2 separate regions of the Zea mays genome follow, and region 2 is linked to region 1. A link is a contact called in public Hi-C data. All regions are on one chromosome and are shown on one strand. Each heading gives the region's core, a stretch centred on a gene start, on an enhancer-like site or on the middle of the called end of the contact. The rest is flanking DNA. Distances are from core to core; before and after follow the strand shown. Region 1 holds the start of LOC100216980. Region 2 holds the start of LOC100282835.

Region 1 (3,006 bases), core at 23-2,522:
AGTTTATATGAAAATTGTAAAGCTCGAAGAGATCTATAACTTTGTAGTACATAACATTTTTGTTTAAACATATATTTAGGCCAAAATCATTGAAATAATGTCGAAATTTATATCAAAATAATAGACTTTATCATTTTCATGGGGACTTAAGATTATCTCCATGTGGGAACTTAAGAATATCTTTTTATAAACTATTTATTAATATTGGTAACTTATTTGTAATTTTCGGTCGACGCTACAATATTTTTATGATTTTCTATAACAAGAAATTAGTAATACACTAAATAGCCTAAAAAATTTATGAATTTTTACAGGGACACAACATATATCCACATATAGTTCTAAAAAACATTTAGACTATAAAATCTATAAGATGTTGGTGTTTCTTCCATTCCACTCCCACTTATTGTATGAGTTACACGTGAAATCATTTTATGTATCGAAGTTTCAACATAATCAATATTTCACTTATCATTTTCATGTGGGGACTTGAGGTTATATTTGAATAGAATGTTTATTTGTTTTGGTAAGTTTTTTGCAATTTTGGGTCAAAACTAGTGTATTTTATGAATTTTTATTATAATTTGATGATTTTATGTAGAAAAAAATTAATAATGTATAAATAACCTCAGAAATCCATGAAATTATACGAAGGCACAACATATGGCCACACATAGTCATCAAAAATAATGGGACCATAAAATCCACAGGATGTCAACGTTTCTTCTATTTTATTTCTACTTATTGCGTGAGTTACACGTGAAATCACTCTAAGTATCCAAGTTTCAACATAATCAATACTTCACTTTACCATTTTTATGTGGGAACTTGAGATTATCTTCTATTAAATATTTATTAGTATTGATAATTTACTTGTAATTTCGTGGTCGAACAAGAATATTTTATGATAACCAATTAATGCATTATCCGACAAGTATCCGATATCCGATCACATAATGTCTGTATCCGTCACTTATCCGCCCGGATAAATATCCGGTCCCTGTATCCGTATCCGTCCCGTTTTCAACTATCCGTATCCGATCCCAAATCCGTTTTAAATACATTAGGGTAGGATACATGATGAGCTAATATCCGTCCGTATCCGCCCGTTTTTACCCCTACTTTTTGGAGTTGCTGTTAGCAACCAGCCAGGGCGCTGTCTGTCAGGCAGGCAAGAGGCAAGCCCATTCTCGCCGTCTGGAACAGCCGGACAGGACCACGCCGGCCGCGGAGTTAACGGCACAGCGTCGTTTCAAAGCTAACCTCCCGCTCTTTCCTTTCTCTGAATCCCCTGCCTTCTCCTGCCTCCCCGTCCAAGATCCCCAAAACTACCGCCGCGCCGCCGCCGCCACCATGCCTCTGTCACACCGGAACCTCCTCCTCTTCATTCCCTCTGTCATCGTTCTCGTTGTCACCTCCGCCGCCGCCCTATCCGTCTCCACCCCGGTTGAGCTCACAGGTAAGTACGCCTCTTCCCACCATCGAACCCTTCAAGGCCCTAACCCTAGTCCGCCCTCTCGTAGTCACCTCGCATCCGCCGGCCTCCGTCCACCTCCCGCACGCGCGACCCCTCGCCGGTGGCGGTACCGCCGGGCCCTACTGCACGCGTGTTCTCCTCCAAGGCCGCCCCTCCCGCATCCGCGACCCGTCTCGCTTCTTCCACGCGCTTCGACTCCGCGCCAACGCCACCCGCCCCCACGGCCTCGAGCTCTGCTTCCACAGGTTAGTGAGACGGGGAACTGAACTCCAAGCTTCCGTGGCGTGTATCGCTAGCATCTGTGCCTCGGGCTAATTTCTTTGGTTGGTGCACTTTGTGTTTGTAGAAATGCCACAGTGGGGCCATGCAAGTGCGCCGCGTCCCAATGGCAGAAAATGCCCAAGAGCGGGCTCTGGATGCAGGTCATCTCACCATACGACTACCGGATTCTTGATTTCCGAATGCCTGCTGACCCTTCGAGGTCTGTTGTGGTGTCCACTGAGGAAGGCATGATTTCTTCCGTTTCCTTTTTCTGTTGCAGTTCTAGTTTGTTTCCCTCTGTTTCCTGCAGTTCTTGTTTGCAGGGTGTGATGTGTCTTTTGTTGTTGTGTATGCAGAATTCTTGCTCCACAGGGTGGTGTTCTTTGTCGTAGGATTGGTGCTCATGGTGGTGGCACACACATTGAGCGAGTCTGTAGTGTTCTACTATGGTGGAGCAATGACTATTGGCATTTTCCTTGTGATACTGATTATACTCTTTCAGGTAGCTTATAATCCTCTTCACTCTGCTCTATATATCAGTAGTTGAGCACTTCAGCTGATGGTTGGTATTGATAATGGTGGTTGGTGCCATTCTTGTAATGGTTCAGTGGAGCTCACTTACTGTCTTATATGAAACTACCATTTGGATTATGAAGTATTTGAAGGTTACATACGAATGTCTTGGGAGAAAATCCCAAATTTGCAATGTACTCAAACTAATATATAACTTCGGAAAAAGGCTCCCTCAGTGTCAATAGTGATTTGTACCTATGTTTTTTTTAAGATGACAGTATTACTGTAGTTGATTGGCAATGCTGTGTGCCACTAGTTATAGTCACAAAGTTCATTCTTTTCTTAATGAAGCTTGAAGCTACATAATTCAAGTTATTCTATATCAGTTGTATGCAGCCTTAACACATGAATCTAACTTTGGGTGTGTTCAATAGGAAACTTAAGTTTTGTCTGTTATTCAGTCAATCATTTTGTGGGCACAACCTGCTTACTTGACCTTTTTTTCATATCTACTTTCAGGGAATGAAGCTTTTACCAACTGGTAGAAAGAGTTCTCTTGCTATTTTTGCATACTCCTCAGTCGTAAGTATTGTTTAAAATATTGACAGGATTTCCACTTTGGTTTCAACTTTACACCTCTAGATCACTCATGTGGCAATTTTTCAACAACAGGTTGGCATGACGACATATTTTCTTCACTATTTGTCGGGTATGCTGCGCTCAGTTCTTGTGGAAATTGGGATTGCTGAAGACAT
Region 2 (3,080 bases), core at 357-2,856, 300 kb before region 1:
ATCGGTGTTGATGGCGGATCGGCGTCGCGTTGATGGCGGGGAGCAGAGGGGGAGGTGGGTGGGCAGAGGGATCGGACCAAAATAATCTGTGGACGCCTACAATAACGTCTTAAGAAGTAGTATAGAGATTGGAGGAAGAAATTAACACTCTCTTTAATATTAGATACGGAAGGTATGGATATGATTGGTGAAGATTGAGATTGATTGATTTATCGATATGTTGGGTAATTATTTTTTGATGGAAGGAGCAACTAGATAGCTATATCCTGAGGCTCTGGATGAACCGTGTCCCTTGCTCCAGCGCGTTGAAGTTGCCCTTGATGTACTCCTCGATCTCAATGGACCTGTAGCGCGCGCGCGCGCCCTGCTGGTCGAGGAGCCCCGGCAGCGGCGCCACCAGGCCCCCGACGGACGCCTCCTGGAACACGACGACGGTGGTCCGAGCCCTCTCGGCGTCCGGGAGCACTCGGTGCTCGACGCTGGCGTAGGCGCCGTTGGTGAGCACGTCCAGGATGTCGGCGACGTTGACGACGAAGGCGCCCGGCAGCGGGCGCACGGGGAACCACCTGCCGCCCCTGCGGATCTGCAGGCCGGGCGTGTCGTCCACGTGCAGCAGCAGCGTGAGGCCCAGCCCGTCCGTGTGCGGCGTGATGCCCATCACCTTCTCCCGCTGGCGGCAGGGCGGGTAGTGGTGGACCGCCATGCTCTGCCGCTTCCCCGTGAAGGCGTCCTGCAGCGCCTCCGGCTCCACCCCGAGGTCGGCCGCCATGAACCCCAGGAGCCGCATTGCGAGGCCGATCATCTCTACCGAGTAGACGTCGAGCGCGTCCCTGATTAACAAACAGAGTCCGTGCGTGCGTGCGTGCATGGGAGACGTACGTACGTGTCAGATGATTGACTAGTAGAGACAGAGAGAGGCCAGGATATGCGTACTGCAGACCTGAACGTGGGTGGATTTGTAGGCCACATCTCCATGTTCCTGTCCTTGACTGGCTGCGTGATGAGAATCATGCTCTCTGCCCAGTCCAGCTTGCCGCTGGACGCTCTGCTGTAGTGGTGCCCGAATCCTTCGAAGCCGTTCCCTCGGACCGCCACCTTGGCCTTGCTGTCCAGCGGGGAGCTGAAGAACTGCACCGTGGCGTCTTTCATCCGCTGCACCACCGCTTCGTCCACTCCATGGTTTGTCAGCTGTAGACATGCATGCAGACGGGACAAATGTGATTAATTAATCGATTCTAAACAGATACTAGCAGCTGGCTACTAGAAGTTTAGAACTGAAGGAATCCGGGCGGGCCACGGGACGACCTGAAAGAAACCCCAGTTTCGGCAGGCGTCGCCGAGCTTGGCGACCTCCGACGGCGCCAGCTCCGGGTCGAGGAGCCTGGCCATGTCGACGACCGGCAGCTCGTAGCTCTCGTCCGCGCCGACGACGACGCCGTCAAGGACCTCCTCCGTCCGGACGTACTTCTCCGGGACCTGCTCCGGGTTGGCGAACGCTGCAGCTGCAGCGTCGGTGATCTCATCCCTGTTGACAATACTGTCATAGTTAGGAGCCTCGGCGGCCTCCATTGCTCTGCGTCTGCTATAACTGCACCTCCTAACTCCAGCGACTCCTTGTACTGAGATGATTGATCTGCTCCTGATTTATAACTGTTTTCTGGCGGTTGTTGCCGGGTTCCATCGCCTTACCTAACACATCATATCACTCGAGCCATGGCGCATAGGTGAGTGGTCTGCCGGCCCGACCTAAGTCCTAACACACCACGGAAGGCGACAACACGTTTGGTTGGTGGAACAGAAGCCATGAGTTCATGATGTGGAGACATCGCAATGTTATCTACATGAAAGCTTAGCGGAGACAGGACAAAGTGTGCACTTTTTCAGGTGCTCATGGAGTTAAAGCAAGATTGGTGCTATATACCATAAGACTTTCGGTTCCTTTCAAGTTCAGGAATCATTAGGACGGGGAACACCCGAATTATGCTTCCTAACTACGTAAATTTTTTGAACTGCCTTCCGTTGGAAAGTACATTACAACACACATGACCAACGAGGCGTTTGCTGTAATTTTGTGTTACCACCGCCGTGACGGATATATCTATACTATACCACGGTATAATTCATCAGTTTAAATTTTATAAAATACATTTAACTAAATTACTCTCACACTCGTAACATTCACAAAATTCACCAAATAAATTACACTCAAACATAACATACCATTAAAACCAACGGTTCATATCGCTGGATAATCATCTCTCTCTTAACCATTCAAATTCAATGAACAATATTATTCATCGCTCCCCTACCGTTCTCACCCTCCTCCCTCTCCCTTCGCGTCATCGCCGCTCCTCTCCCTCACTCGTGTTGCCGTCAGTGTCAACCTCTCGCCTAATGTCGATGTCGCTGTCGATTCTATCTGTTCTCGGGATCACAGCGTTAACACGAGCTATATGCTAGTTATTAGTAAGTATAATTGAATCCAGATTTCAAGCAACTTGCTCGCCTCGCAGTCTCAGTCACCCATTGGCACGGTTCAGAGTTCTCGTCTCCACGCTCAAGGGTACAAGTACAAGAGGAAGACCTGGGATGGGCCTTGTTCTCTTGATTGGGTCACACCTCTGTGACACTATGAAAATCATTAAATAAAAATAATACATTTAGTTAATAATGATATTTATGGTAATTAATTTTCTCTGAAGTGTTCGTTATTTATTTGCCTTTGGAATAATTTTTGATTGCGCATGATTGATTTTCGGATATTTAATAGCATTTCTTGTTAAATGAAAATCCTAGTAAAATAATAATATAATTATTGGTCCAAAAATAAATATTTTAGTTATATGAATTATTATGATTTTTTTGAATTATTTAAAAATATAGTTATTTATATTTTAAATAGAAAAGAAAAGAAAGAAAAAAAAGAAAAGAAAAAAAACGAAACCCTAGCCGTCGCGGCCGAATTCGGCCCATTTGGCCCAACAGCGCCGCCGCCACCTATTCCCTCCCCTTCCTCTCACTGACGGGCGGGCCCCACCCGGGCCCCCTCTCTCTTCTCCCTTTCTTTCTTCTCCCAGCCG

What was found. Hi-C and Micro-C count contacts between places; a contact is called where the count stands out from the background.
Region 2: a contact with region 1 is called in a Hi-C map of ear, with 2.1 times the contacts expected there. The contact joins the promoter of LOC100282835 here to the promoter of LOC100216980 in region 1. A contact is called at or near these places in 2 of 25 Hi-C or Micro-C datasets (ear and tassel).

The regions. Positions count from the first base shown.
Region 1 is chr1:79,766,747-79,769,752 of Zm-B73-REFERENCE-NAM-5.0, reverse strand. It overlaps LOC100216980, which reads left to right and starts at 1,272. Exons shown (of 10, transcript NM_001143359.1): 1 at 1,272-1,459; 2 at 1,524-1,722; 3 at 1,824-1,984; 4 at 2,095-2,240; 5 at 2,771-2,833; 6 at 2,924-3,006. The coding sequence starts at 1,354.
Region 2 is chr1:80,064,396-80,067,475 of Zm-B73-REFERENCE-NAM-5.0, reverse strand. It overlaps LOC100282835, which reads right to left and starts at 1,606. Exons shown (of 3, transcript NM_001155741.1): 1 at 1,306-1,606; 2 at 941-1,188; 3 at 131-830. The coding sequence starts at 1,569. The coding sequence ends at 260.